Linked DNA regions of Mus musculus: all the other regions are linked to region 1. The links are chromatin contacts, called in public promoter capture Hi-C maps. All regions are on one chromosome and are shown on one strand. The core of a region is the stretch at or near the end of the contact, and the rest is flanking DNA. Distances in the headings are between cores, read along the strand shown.

Evidence for each region. Promoter capture Hi-C pulls out the DNA fragments that hold promoters and counts their contacts. Capture Hi-C pulls out chosen DNA fragments and counts their contacts.
Region 2: a contact with region 1 is called in a promoter capture Hi-C map of adipose tissue. The contact joins two enhancer-like sites. A contact is called at or near these places in 7 of 39 promoter capture datasets (the 3T3-L1 cell line, the C10 cell line, cranial neural crest and 3 more), 1 of 15 datasets of contacts at CTCF or cohesin (the NIH/3T3 cell line), 4 of 484 Hi-C or Micro-C datasets (bone marrow-derived macrophages, cerebral cortex, group 2 innate lymphoid cells and 1 more), 4 of 115 datasets of contacts at active chromatin or transcription factors (effector CD8 T cells, embryonic forebrain, memory CD8 T cells and 1 more) and 2 of 9 other capture datasets (adipose tissue and liver).
Region 3: a contact with region 1 is called in a promoter capture Hi-C map of cancer-associated fibroblasts, with 4 times the contacts expected there. The contact joins two enhancer-like sites. A contact is called at or near these places in 9 of 39 promoter capture datasets (the 3T3-L1 cell line, 3T3-L1-derived adipocytes, cancer-associated fibroblasts and 5 more), 26 of 484 Hi-C or Micro-C datasets (the 3T3-L1 cell line, adipose-derived mesenchymal stem cells, bone marrow-derived dendritic cells and 15 more), 2 of 115 datasets of contacts at active chromatin or transcription factors (bone marrow-derived dendritic cells and embryonic stem cells) and 2 of 9 other capture datasets (embryonic stem cells and liver).

The regions. Positions count from the first base shown.
Region 1 is chr11:67,453,343-67,457,949 of GRCm38.p6, forward strand. It overlaps a transcript of Gas7 not described here. Among named protein-coding and RNA genes, the nearest start is that of Gm40029, 110 kb to the left of the region's middle. Within about 2 kb of position 2,804, at least 22 of the 459 cell types and tissues checked have an H3K27ac peak or open chromatin away from gene starts, as enhancers often do. A contact at or near this core is called in the NIH/3T3 cell line, adipose tissue and cancer-associated fibroblasts, where this site is marked.
Region 2 is chr11:67,560,778-67,565,384 of GRCm38.p6, forward strand. It overlaps a transcript of Gas7 not described here. Among named protein-coding and RNA genes, the nearest start is that of Gas7, 23 kb to the right of the region's middle. Within about 2 kb of position 2,659, at least 117 of the 459 cell types and tissues checked have an H3K27ac peak or open chromatin away from gene starts, as enhancers often do. A contact at or near this core is called in the NIH/3T3 cell line and adipose tissue, where this site is marked.
Region 3 is chr11:67,378,428-67,383,034 of GRCm38.p6, forward strand. No RefSeq gene overlaps it. Among named protein-coding and RNA genes, the nearest start is that of Gm40029, 30 kb to the left of the region's middle. Within about 2 kb of position 1,829, at least 54 of the 459 cell types and tissues checked have an H3K27ac peak or open chromatin away from gene starts, as enhancers often do. A contact at or near this core is called in cancer-associated fibroblasts, where this site is marked.

The DNA of each region.
Region 1 (4,607 bases), core at 1,554-4,053:
GTGGTTTTCCTGCCTCAGCCTCCTGAATGCTGGGATTAGAAGACGTCATCCTCCAGTTTAACAGCTGTTTTCTATTATCTCTTAACAGCAGCTGGGCTGAAGGAAGCTTGTCCACAATTCCTGGACAAGCACTAGCTGTAAGTGCACTTGTCAGGTTGCCCAGGATTCTCCTTAGGTGAGATGGCTTCTGTGTAGACTGGGGCCCAGGCAATGCTCTCAAAGCTGAGGTGGGCCCAGCTGAATGGCTTTGAAAAGCTACAGGGATTGTTCTAATGTCCTGCCAAGACCACAGTGCTAAAGGAACTTGATTCAAAGCTCAGACAAATATGCAAGAATTTAAGGCTTTTTGTACCTAATACTGAACTGACTTTGTCTCAGCCTAAAACGCTGAGAGGTTTGTGCCCAGCTGAATAGCCATAGGAAGCCATACAAGCTTACTGAGCAAGGGGCATAAGGAGTTGGTCAGTACTATAAGCTGTGTACCCCTTATCGGAAAAACTTGGCAGGAAACAGAAGTAGGCAGATCTCTGTGAGTTAAGAGGTAAGCCTGGTTTACATAGTTTCAGGTAAGCCAGAGCTACATAGTAACATTCCCTTGTTTAAGAATGGGGAAATGGGAAGTAAAGAAACAGAAATGGGACCGAAAATGTTGAGGATTTTGTAATGTTTGCATATACATAATACAGTGTCTTGGGACTGTGACCCAAATCTAATGAATCTGATATTAATACTCACAGCTCAAATGTAACTTTATACAATACCTTCCATGATATTTCTCTTCTCCTTCCTCCTCCCCCTCCTCTCCTCCCTCCCTCTTTCTCTCAGGCCACTCTAGTCTGGGATTCTCCTCATCATTTAACCCTTATCTTTCAGGGCTGGGACTACAAGTGTGCGCTGTCATCCCTCCGATGCAGTTTTGTTTGACGGTGGACTTCTCCAGAGGAACATCCTGTTAGCACGGACGATGGTTTGATTTTGGACTGTAGGTCTTCGATTAGTGATGCTCAACTGATTATAGCAGTGATAGTGAAGGGTCCAGCTTTTTAGAGGTTAGGAAATGTACTTTAATTTTTAAGCTAGCAAAGAAAGGGGCCCTTTCCCTTATGTACTCTTGACATATGCTTCTTCAGCACCTGAAGTCCACGAATGTCTCAAGGGCAGGGAACTTGCAAGCCCCTGCTAATGTCTGCTAATGTCTGGTGGCTGACTAAATTGGTGGATACACCTCAGCAGACCCATTTTGAATTCAGGAGGGCTAGACCATGACATCCCCAGTTCCCCAACCATTTCCTGAGAAGCCAAACGGGCTCTTTCTCTCGCCTTTATTTAACCTTTCCACTATTTAGCCCCATCGGCCTGATTCCAAAACCCATCAACCCAGATGACTTACATCCTCATCTCCCCACCATGTCCTCCTCTGATATGACACACTGTCACTGGGCTTCCCGGCTTCGGCGCCAGGCTTCAAACCTGTCTTTATCCATTGTTCAGTTTCCTGTGAGTCAAGTTCAGCCAGGCTTCATGCACTACAATGATGGTCACAAACACAATCCCTTGCAGACACCTGGGAGGCAGCGCCGCCTGTCACCCACCACCAGAGCTAAACTGAAGGAACCGAGGGGCGTTCCCATTCCAGCAGCTCTGGGTGGCGGGGTCGCCCGGGAGTCCCTCTGCCGGGGAGCGCCCGGCCCTCCGCGGGCGTGGCCGGTCTGGCCCGGCCCCTGGCCCGCCCTGGTCGCCTCGAGAGAGTCCCCGCCCGGCCACGGGCCGCCAACCGCGCTCTCTCCGTGTCTTCCCGGGCTCCGCTTGCACCGGACGAGCCCCACAGAGGGGGATGCTACGCGCACCACCTCCCGGGGCAGTTGCACCTCTCTGCTCACTCCGGCGTCCCCAGCCGCGACACCCCGGGGAAGTTGTCTCGTGAGCCCGCCGCCCCCGGGTCTCCTCCTCCTGAGCCCCGCCCCCCGCCCAGCGCGGGGGACCGCACAGCCGCCCGGCCCGGGGGCGTCGCCGCTCGCTCTCCGGAGCCGGTGGAGCCCACGAAGCCAGCTCTGCTGGCGAGCGTCCGCTTCCCTGCAAGCAGCGCGCGTGGCTCGGCGGCCCGGAGACCCCTGCGCAACCCCGCCACGGCGCGCGCCCAAAGCGCGGGAGCCCGGAGCACCGGGCGCCTGGGACCCCGCGCAGCCGCTGGCCAGCCCGCGGGGCTCGGCAGGGATGCGGGCTGTGCTGTGAGACCGGGCGCCAGGGCCATGGCCGGCGCCCGCTGCCGGACCCTGTACCCCTTCTCCGGGGAGCGGCACAGCCAGGGGCTGCGCTTCTCTGCGGGCGAGCTGCTCACGCTGCTCCAGGTCCCGGACGGCGGCTGGTGGGAAGGCGAAAAGGACGACGGGCTCCGTGGCTGGTTCCCCGCCAGCTACGTGCAACTACTAGAGGTGAGAGGCCAGGGCCGGGGTCGGGGACCAGCTACCCTCCAGACAACCCGGCTTTGGGGGACGAAGGGTGCGGGGGAGGGGCTGGGGCGTGGACAGCGTTCTCCTCCTACCCGGCCTCCTGAGCACGTCGTGGCCTCTGTGGGGAAGCGAGAACTTGTTGCCTGTGCGAGTTCTGGAGCAAGCGGGCGCTCTGCCGCGGAAGACAGGGGCCACCAAGGGACTGCCGAGCCAGGTGGTCTTGGCAAGGCGAGAGGGTGATGGGGGTTTGGAAAGGTGGCCCCACAATTCCGCCTCTCTGGTAGACTAGCGGTCAGTCATGCTGACCAGGGACAGGTCGCCTGGCTGCCTCCAGGCGCCCACTTGCCGGACTGCTGAGAAGCACCAGTTAGCAATGAGCTGGAGCAGAGCAGCAGGCTAGACCCGTGGATACAGCTGGACCCTAGGTAGCCTCCCATCCTCTAGGATCAGTACCCTAAAGTGCCTTGTTCTTGGGGATCTGGCTTGGTCCCAAGGCTTCATAGGACTGCTGAGCCAAGTCAGCTGGCTGTTTATTGTCTGGGTGACAATTGCGAGGCCTCTTTGGCCTCTAATCACTGAGCTCATGGTCACAGTCTGAGTGAAAGCCCAAGTTTCTAAAGTCCTGTGTGTATGTGTGTGTGTGGTGTATGGTGGGGTGGGGTAGTATTTTTCAGTCTTTACTGACAGGCTGCTGACCCCAGGATTGTCATAAATGCTAAACTAGTCCTCACCATCAGTAATGTGTGTATTCTTAGGTTTTGGTAAAACCCAGCCTAAATAAGGGACCAAATTTATTTTTTACTGGGATCTATTTAAGAAGAGAGTAGCAAATTTTGAATGAAAATGTTACATGCAACTCTGGCCCACGGTGAGGTGGAGAGATGGTTGTACAGTGGGCAGGCCTGACAAGTGTCCAGTGGCAGCAGCATCAAATGTCTGTGCAGCCTTCGGAAACACATGATGCTTCTCTCTGGTCCAAGAAACAAACTTGCTCTAAATGGACCAAGGCACTCCTCAAAATGGACTTGGTAGTATTTCTAGGGGAAAGGCTGGGATGAGCTTCCTGGGGTCTTAGCAGAGGTGTCTCTGGAAGCTCATGGTGTGCTCTGAGAACCTGTGTCAGCAGGAGAGGCTCGGGCTTGGTTCTCTGCTTTTCCAAGTTCCATCTCTGAGAGCTACATTAAAAACAAAATTAATGGAAGTATCCTTTGACAGGGAAATCTTGAGTCTCCTGGCAAAAAGCTCTCTGAAATGCATGTGTGAGTTCTTTTGGTAGCCACATTTCCCCAGGAAATACTGATGTGGAAATTTGCCTGGTGATTGTCTGTCTAGGGAGGAGTGTCCCTGACTGGATTCAGCCAGCTGTTTTGGGTGGGGATTCCTAAGAACAGAGTGCCCCTGCTTTTCAATGGAGCATGAACAGACCCAGAAGACAGCAGAACTATCCTCTGTGTTGGCCTGGGTGTGCTTGTGGCATCCGTTAGCACTTATGGAGCTAAGAAGTCCCTGGTACCTAAGGACTTTTCAGACACCTCCAGTCTATTAATAGCACCTCAGTGCTACCAGGAGGACCCTCCAGTTGTACCTACACAAGCCATGTGGACTGTCATCAATTTCCTAACAGCTCTGTGAATGTCTAAGAGCTGTCCTCCATATAGGAAGCTTTATTCGACTTGAGCCGCAGTCTTGTAGCTAAGGCTAGCTTCAAATTTGCAGTCTTCTTGCCTCTGCTTCCAAGTGCTGGGATTCCAGGCTTGTGCCACAGTATCTGGCACTGTCCTCGGTTTTACAGACAAGAGAAGACACGACAGCATTCGAAAAGCATGTCTGTCACCTAAGGAGTCACGTTTGCCTGTTAGCCTAACAGCTCAGGTGGCTGAATAAATTCCTTGTGCATTTTGAACCCCAATCACCTGGACTAAGCTAAAGGAAGGGTCAAGAATGATGTATGTGGAGATGGCGGGCATTGCCCTCCAGTTGGTATATTGGTAACAGTATCCTTCATATGACCTGAAATTCTGGGGCCTAAGAGTCGATAGCTGTATCCTGGGACAGCCCGGACCACTCCTGCTGCCATCTCTGAAGTCTGAATCCACTCATAACCAGCTGATTTCCCTAAAGGTGAGGGCAAGGGTGGACCTGTCCCTGCTGCCCAAG
Region 2 (4,607 bases), core at 1,409-3,908, 110 kb after region 1:
TGTGTGAATTTGGCCTGCTGTCTCAGGGGTCACCTGTTGAAGGCTTAGTTCCCAGCCTGTGGTCCTATTAGCAGACAGTAGAGTCTTCAGGATTGATCTGAAGTCCAGGGGAAGTTAGCCCATCTGGGACCTACCATGGATAGAGATATTGGGACTCCAGCCTTTCCTTCCTCTTTCCCTAGTTGGTCTCCTAATGATCACCAGGTGAACAGTTTTCTCCATCACTCCTGCCAAGATGCTCCCTGCTCCACAGGACCGAGTTATGGAGGAAAAACCTCTCAGGCCATGAACCAAATTATACCTTTTATTTTATTTTATTTTATTTATTTTTTGTCAGAGTGTCAGAAAGCTAACATAATCATCTATGGGCAAGACGTTCAGTCTCAACACTTCTATGGAGAGAAGTCTTTTCCTTTGTGTTTCCTCAGTGTTCATGATTGTGGTAAGGCGAGGACTCTGAGTGGAGCTGGGTGACAGATGCCCCAGCAGCCAGCAGCAGCTAGCGAGGGTGAACATCCTTGCTAGATTTTCACTGTAACCATTTTAATGGTTACTACATGTTTCTAGCAAATGTCACTAATTTCCTATTTGAAGGTAAACATAACACTTTATTTTCGACATTCTTTAAAGGAAAAAAAAAGCATGAGTCCATTAGTAAAGAAGAAAAGCTATATTGAGTTTGCTGAAAATTATAATGGTGGTCAAAGGAAAGACAGGCTCTTGGAAGTAAGTGAATCTAGGGGTTAAAGGTCACTGGTCAAATGGACCAGAGTTCAAACCTGTTGACAGCGTGATTTTGGGCAAGTCATTTCATGTTTTCTGGCTATGGGTGACTCCATCATAAAACAGTGATATTAATAGTAAAGCAAGCTTCTTGGGTGTCAAGTGCTTGGCCCAGTGCCTGGCAGTCATTGTCAGGGGTTGTTGCTGCTACATAAAATTCTCATCCTCATGACATACTGACCCTGGAGGCTGACATTCCTGGACTGACAATGGGCAGAGGCCAGCCGTGGACCTGGGAGCTTTGTGGAGAGTAAGCACTCTGTCAACGGCATTCCAGAAACTGCCATCTGTGTAGAATTTGCTATCAGGATTTAGCCAGCCAGGGGCCAGACAGCAGGGGAGGGCCATTCTGCGGTGCATTCTACCGCTGGAAAGGAAGAGTAGATGGCATAGAAGCAGATGGGGTGGCTCAGTGGATTATGGTGATTGCTGCCAAACCTGATAACCTGAGTTCAGTTCCCAGTACCCACATGTTAGAAAGAGAGAACCAACTCCAACAAGTTGCCCTTTGGCTTCCATGTACAGACCATGGCATGTGCATCCTTCATGCTAAGTGAATAAATAAGAAAGAAAGAAAGAAAGAAAGAAAGAAAGAAAGAAAGAAGGAAGGAAGGAAGGAAGGAAGGAAGGAAGGAAGGAAGGAAGGAAAGAAAGAAAGAAAGAAAGAAAGAAAGAAAGAAAGAAAGAAAGAAAGAAAGACAGAAAGGAATCTTTAAAAAGCGCCGTTAGCATATCTGATCCTGCTTTCTTTAACAGGCCAGTTTGTGATATCACCCCTCACCTAGTGTTTGAGAAGTTTTCACTATTTCCTAGTGATGGTAGTGGTCCATCTCTTAAACTATTCCTATGCATGTACTTGATGCCAAACACCTGCTTTGCTTCTGAGAACCTGCAGCTTGGCTACATGCTAGGCACACGGTGCCTGTGTAACCAGCCCCTAATAATAATTCTGGACCCTCGAGTTACAGTAGATTGTTCTTGGGTCAGAGGGCACATTACACAGGCAGGAGGATCTGAGTTCAGAGTCTCAGCAACAAAACGAGCCAGGCGTGGCCACCCCTGTGTTTTGTTATCTCAGCTCTGTGGGAGGAGGAGATAGGAGGATTGCGGCAACTGGGCTCCAGGCTCAGTAAGAGACCCTGGCTCAAGGAAATAAGGCAGAGAGCCATAGAGCAGGACACTTGATGTCCTTTTCTGACATCCTCCTGTGTGTGGAGGGTTGGGGAAGGGGTGGCAAAGACTGGACCTGGGGACTCGTGAGTTTCCTTAGTAGACAGTGATTACAATTACACATTCTGTCACAATCACTGCTGGGGGAGATCAGCATGCCCCACATGACTCTATCTGCTGGGAGAAATTCCCTGGGGAGGACTCTAGAACTCAACTCATTTACTCAAGGATTTGCCTCTGTCTCCACAGCCCTTCAGAGGGTTATTTTGTATCCTGTTGTTGAAATAGCCCTTAGCCAGGAGCAGAGACAGTGTGTCGAATCTTATGAGTTCTATTAACCAACCATCAAACCCAGGACTGGTCTAGAGGACCCACAATATTCCGTCTCAGATTGAGACCAGCCTCGGCACCAGCAAAAGACCTTCCTAAACCAAACAGGAAGAGGTGCCACGAGGCAAGTGCTGCTCCTGAGGAGGGCCAGTCTCTCAATAACGAATAAGGTGGGGCTTGCCTTCTCGGGGTACTGGTGTGATATGGCTTCACTTCTCACTGAACAGGAGAAGCAGGAGGCCCTGTTGGGGCTTTTCACACATGGCTTATGCCTCAGCTGTGACTCATACTAAAAAGTGCTGAAGGATGGAGAACACTCTTAGTGACCAGGGTGAAGGCAGTGTCAAAGATGCCACACCCTGGTCGTTATTTGCCTGTAACCATGACTACCATCTGAGATAGTGTCAAGATTAAGGAATGTTGAGATCTGCTTCCCTCCAGGGGACCTGACTCACTTAAGAAATGTACTTTCAACGAGGGTTCAGAATACCAGGAAGGGTTTAGTACCTGACTCCAACCCACTTGAGCCAGGGTCTTGAAAGCAGAGCTATACAGACAAACAAACAACCGTGCTGTGACAGAAGAACAGGACAAGACTAGGAAGTTTTCAGACACCCTTGGCTTAAGATTGGAGGTAGAGTTGTCAGGTTGTTCTGTGGAGACCACTGGTGGGGTGGCCTCTGTTCAGACTTTCCTCTAGGTGGTCGGGAGGAGACTTAGAGAAGTGGACCCATTTGACTGGTTGGAAAACTGAGGGAAGTAGAATATAACAGGAGACAGAGGAGACCCAGCTGGCATGGGATGGATGCTTGATTCTATCAGATCTCACTAGAACATTCTAGTAAGGATGATGGTAGGACCCAGCGACAAGAGCAGGAGCTATGGCATGCAGCAGAATACACAAAAGCAGGGCAGTCATCAATGTTTCATGTCCATCTGCCCAATTAAATCGTACCACTGTATAACTTAATAACAGCATCTCTATTATTTCTGTTGTCATGGGGACTGCCTATTCCAGATATTGTCCAGAGAGATCAAGTATCTTGCCTAAGCCAGGTGTGGATTTGAACTCAGCTCCCAAGTTCATAGTAGTTGTTGCCAGTACTTTGTACGGGGTTGGTTAGCTAGCAAGGTCACGACAGTGTCATGCTCTAATATCAGTGTTCTCCTAGGCTTTAAGCTCTACCCTTTTTTCACTAATAGACCATGAAATGAATAGAAAACTACTTAGAAAGTGAACCTCTTAGGCCAACCACCTCCTCGTGTAGGGTTCATCTTAGTGCTGCAAGCATTCCGGGAACCCCCTGGCTTTCTACACTTTGGGAAACCCCAGTTCACAGTCTTTGTTTCCTCTGTAAACCACAGAGAAAAGCTATCAGCCAGGGGTTTCTGCACCACCGTTCCTCAAAGCCATTTCTGTCCTCAGAGCATGTAAGTCCTGAGACTGACACACACCGTCTTCAGGTTCAGCTCAGAGTTGAGACTGTTGGAAGGGGTTCCTCAGCACATGTCGATGAGGATCTACATGCAGACAGCAGCCTGACTCAGTGTGGTTGGGGGTGGGGCAGCTGATAGTGGCTCTCACAGATCTGTCTTTGCTTAATCCCCAGAAACATGAATTTTTTGTTTGTTTGTTTGTTTGTTTGTTTGTTAGAAGAGGTCTTAGCAGATGTATTACATACATTAAGGCTCTTGAAACTGCCCTGGGTTATCTCGGTAAACCTTGATGTAATCACAAGTGTCCTTGGCAGGGGGCTAAGGTTGAGATAGGAGTTCGAATGTTTAAGGAAGAGCATGTTGAGGAAGCCAGAGGCTGACACAGCAGTAAGAGGACCGAGCAGCCACCAGGAGCTGAAGGAGGCAAGAGCTGAGTTCTATCACTTCTTAGTGGACATCCTACTCAAGTTGACTTTCAAGGAAAAAGGATTTTCCAGCTTGATATAACTGATCATTCCCTGGAAGTTTAGCTTCAGACAAGGTTTGATCAGGTAGCTTAGCAAATGTTAGCACACTACAAAGTTTTTGCCCTTGCTTCTTCCTTCTCTTTTCTCCATCCCTGTCTTTTCCATTGACTCTATTCCTTGGTGAGCTGTCTGGAAACCCACCCTCAACTTTCAAGCTTGCTTCTCATCATAATACCTCTTTTCCTTAATAATTCCAACCAGGGTCTAAGGATTCATTCTCATAGGTCTGTCTTGGGTCATGGGCACATCATTGAAATCGTTGCTCTGGCCAAGGCACAAGATCTCCTAATTACCCAAGCTGAAGCCATTGGTCCCAGAAACTGTGAGCATTGAAAACAGAAACTTGTGGATCTCTTACCA
Region 3 (4,607 bases), core at 579-3,078, 76 kb before region 1:
ATGTCAGTGGTGAGCGAGAACCAGTTTGCAGCGCCAATTATAAAATGCAAGGATTCTGTGAGCCAGCCATTGAACTCAGGCATTAGTAAAAATCTCAGGTCATAGAAACTTAGAGTTAAATGACTTGCATTAAAACAAAAGCAAGATATTCAAGGCCAACCCTTCTTAATGACCTATGACGTTTTATTGCCTCAAATCTCTTGAGATTATCTACCATCATGAAATCTGTGTGGTGGAAAAACTATCTAATGATGTGCTTTTTCATCTCCCCACTTGGTCACGTGACATCGCTTCCCTGAAATTAATTGGCCATGGTGAGAATATCACACCATGAAAGTTGGCAAACACTACAAAGTACAGGTAGAGGCTTGTAAGCCCATTAGCAGCATGTCGCTGACAGGAAACAATGAAATACAGGCAAAAGGAACCTACATTCCTGTCTGTGAGAGATGCTGGAATACGGAGAGCCAACCCCCAGCCTAACCCCCTAGCCTATGTCAGCTTAAGCAAGGTAGCTCATTGAAAACCTGTGAGAGGAGCGATTTCTTCTGTCTTCCTCGGGGCAAGGTTGGAGAGAGGACAGAAAGGACATGGAAGAAGGCTGCTGTGAAATCCCCTCTGTGCTGTTCTGCTCCAGGCCTGAGGACTGAGTCCGCTGTTTCAGAAGGTCAGCTCCAAATATCTAGGTGAAAAAGAAATTTACTAGCTCACCTAAACGAAATTCCAAGAGCAGTCAATCTTCAGGCTGCCTGCCTTCTCCAAAACATCATGTTCAGATGTAGGCATTCAGATGATTCATATTCTCTCTCTCTCTCTCTCTCTCTCTCTCAATCTCTCTCTCTCCCCTCTCCTTCCCCTCCCCTCTCTCCTTCCCTCTTTAAACCAACTGTATTTCTAAAATTTTTATTACATTTATGTGTGTGCACACGCCTATATGTGCACGTGTGTAGGCATTCATGTGCCATAGTGAACCTTTGGGAATTACGGGAACACTTCTGGCAGTCAGTTCTCTCTTCCATTATGTGGGTTCTGGGGATTAAACTCAGGTCGTCAGTCTTTTAGGCAGTGCCTCTGAGACCTGCTGAGCCACCTCCCAAGCCCTAAGTCAAGTGCACCGCCGAAAATAAATAAATAAAAGCTGCGACCAAATGGTTCCAAAATGAATGAACTTATAACTGACATTTTAAAATCCGATGGTTGCATACAGGCACTTGCAGGAAAGGGGAAAACAAAAACAACAGAACTGCTTTGCTTCAGTTGCTGCTGAACATGGTCCCACGTTCATGGGCAGGAGGTGGTTGGAGGATGCGGAGTCTGGCTGGTCAGGTCTGGGTCACAGGTCCTGGAAGTGTGAGTGTCATCAGCTCCTCCCAAGCTCCATAAACTGAGAGTGAGGAGGGTGGTTCCTAGCCTCCCACTGGGTCAGGTTCCTATTTCCAAAGAAACAGCAGGACAAAAGCAGCAGATGTTCCTTTTGTGGCTGGAGACCATGCTGAATGAATGAATCTGCGCTTCTTAAAGTTGGACCGACTCTGCCTTTCCTATGGGTCACTGGAAGGGCAAAGTGACACAGTGTCTGTAACCTCACAAATGCCAGCGGCCACTTCCCTTTCTTTCCCACTCACCCTCATTAGTCTCTTTCCCGGGGAATGACAGTGCCACTCCATAAGACTCTGACAATGTGGGACATGTCTCTCTCCTTGCTCACTGTTGAATCAGCCAGCGCTCAGGGCCAGCAGACAACTCTCATCTTTCACAGCTTGTACTAGACTCCGGCCTCTCCTAACATCTCATCATTTCTTCCTCAGCTGATGTCTCCAGTTGAGCTCAGTGCCGCTGGCTGCCGACAGCAGGAGGGAGAGACTCTTGCTCAGAGTCAGTGTCCCATAGTCAGGAACTTCCTGTCCCATGAGTCAGGAAGGACAGATGTGGGTGGGGCTAGACAAAACATCTGGACCCACAAAAAAATCAGGACATGGCTTCCATCTGAACCCAGGGCCACCCACAGCCAGCTGCTGGCTTGGGCAGGAGGATTGCTCTTTCTGGAGATATGTCAGCCAACTCATTTGATTAACAATGAATTAACTGAGGTCCTGTGTCCTGCCAGGAGCTATTCTTGGTACTGGGAAACAAACGGTTAAGTAAACAAGACCAATTAGTGCCTTCCTCTCAAAGACATAACCTGCCTCAGTTTCTTCCATCCTCACACTGCGTCCTGTAGAAACCCTTGCTCCGTTAGATTCATGCATTTCTCACCACAAAATTGCCAACTGTGTCAAGAGCCGACAGGCTTACCACCTTGTATCCAGCATAAAGGGGGCTGTGCACATACAGGAGAGACCAGATAGGATGGGTGTACATAACAGCATTGTTATAATTAAATAGCTAAAACTTAAGATGCTCGGTAACAAAGGTCTGCCTGAGTCTGATATGGTAATAAGCATAATAGTTACAGCCACAGAGTTAACTGGGTGCATATTACATCCTCAGTGCGCTTTCAAGAGCTTTCCGTGGATCATCTCATTGCTCACTATAGCCTGGCACTGGAGGCTCTTACTTTATCCTTATTTGACAGATGTGGCACAGACTGTTTAAAAGAATCTGTCAATATCAAAGTTTCTCTCTCTCTCTCTCTCTCTCTCTCTCTCTCTCTCTCTCTCTCTCTCTCTCTGTGTGTGTGTGTGTGTGTGTGTGTGTGTGTGTGTGTGTATGTTTGCGCATGCATGCCTGGGTTTGCAGCCACCATGCTGCCCTAGGATTGTGCATATTTTAAAGGGCAAACGCACAAGTGACATCAATATGACCACGTGAATGCTTATACTCACAGGTACTAAACAAAGAGTCCATGTTAATATGTACATGCTAGTCTTCATCATGTGAGAACATAGGGCTTTGTCAGGAAAGCCCACGGTGTGGAGAGTAAGATGGGGTTTCTACTGTACATGAATTTTTATTCCTTTGCAGGGTGTGAATAGCTTTTGTAAGTTAGCTGCCTGAGGGGTTCTGTCCTCAGGCCTCAGCAAATGACTCTCTAATTTGATAGAAGAACCTATTTATGACTCAATCCCTCAGCCCACTGTCAGGAGGCACGTCCACATAACCTCTGGAAACAAGGCTTTGGATCAAGGCCACCTTTGGGGGAGAACTGGCCATAGGAAGTGCTGGGGGGCTAAGAAGAGGTTAGGTGTCATTGAGACCGTCACAAAGAGCAACAAGGTCATAACAGCTATTTCATCGTGATCTTCTGCAAAGGAAGGTACCCTCTCACTGTTCGATTCTGTCCCCCAGTCCCTGAGTTCTACAGGGTGTCTAAGGGTGAATAAACACAGGGAAGCTCAGATTGGCAGTGTCAATAATGGGGAGTCTGGATGAGGTGAATCAGGATGGAACCTTCAAGAAGGTAGAGGGAACAAGAAAGCCCTGCATGGCAGATGCACAAGTTATGCAGTAGATATTACTGTCCAGCCCTGTGGTGGTTCCCTTTTTCTACCCTTTGGGGTTCCAAAGATCAGTAATATGGAAATATCCACATCCCACCCACAGCTGGAGCCACCCCAGGAAGTGTGAAAGGAAATGCCTGCCGTGCCAGAGAGAGGTGGGGAAGGAAGCTGGGAGAAGGGAGGCTGTCAGCTTGGGGGTGGGGATGGATGGTATCCATACAGGCCCACCCGAACTCGAGTCAAGGATATGAAGACGGTTTCATCAAGAGCAGTTGAGGGAACCTGTTTTGACTGGCCTCAAGGTGAAGCCTGGGAAATGGGAAGTGATAAGAGACTCACATCTTTGACATAGATGTTCATGAAGACAGAAAGCATTGCACATTGCTCTAGTCTAGAGTCTTGCTATTCTAAAGTGTGGTCCATAGTCCAGCATCAATATCTGTGGGTTCTTAGAAGTGAAGAATCGCAGGCCCCTTCCCAAATGTAGTGAATTCCGGGGCACCAAATCCCCAGGTGGTTTGTGGACATATTAAACAGTCACAGATCCAGAACACTTCTATTTAAGTTATGGTCTTGGACCATGCTCCATCTCTGAACTGTTCAGTAATGGTCTTCAACAAGACACAAATAGAAACAGTGTTTGGAGTTTTGTTTGTTTGGTTTTTTAAAAAACAAAACAACTTGACATTGCTGTGACATCCATGCCTATGGTCAGGAGGTCCATCCATGGTGTGGAGATGCATGTTCAGTACTGCAAGATGAGGCATAGGCTGTGCCTTACAGATTCATTCAGAGTGTGGAAAAATCCATCATTGCAGACATTTGACTTCAAACCAATGGCCCTCAACTTCTAGCCAGGAGAGAGCTGGCTAAAGGCCAGACTGTCCCAGTCAGTCTTTGACTCTCTAGTTCAGAGGTGGGATCTGAGATGAAGTTACATTTCTGACAGACTCCCTCTTCAAGCAATGCTGATATTACTGGTATAGGGACCACATGGAGACAAACAGGGCTCTCAACCAGAAATCCAACCCCATATACATGTTACCACATCTGACCAAATAGTTCTATTTCAAGTAAATTAATTTTTAAAAATTTCTGTTTTGTTTCCTATTCAAGTAAATACCAATAATAGGACCCACCAAAACCATAGGACCTTCAGTGTCTTTC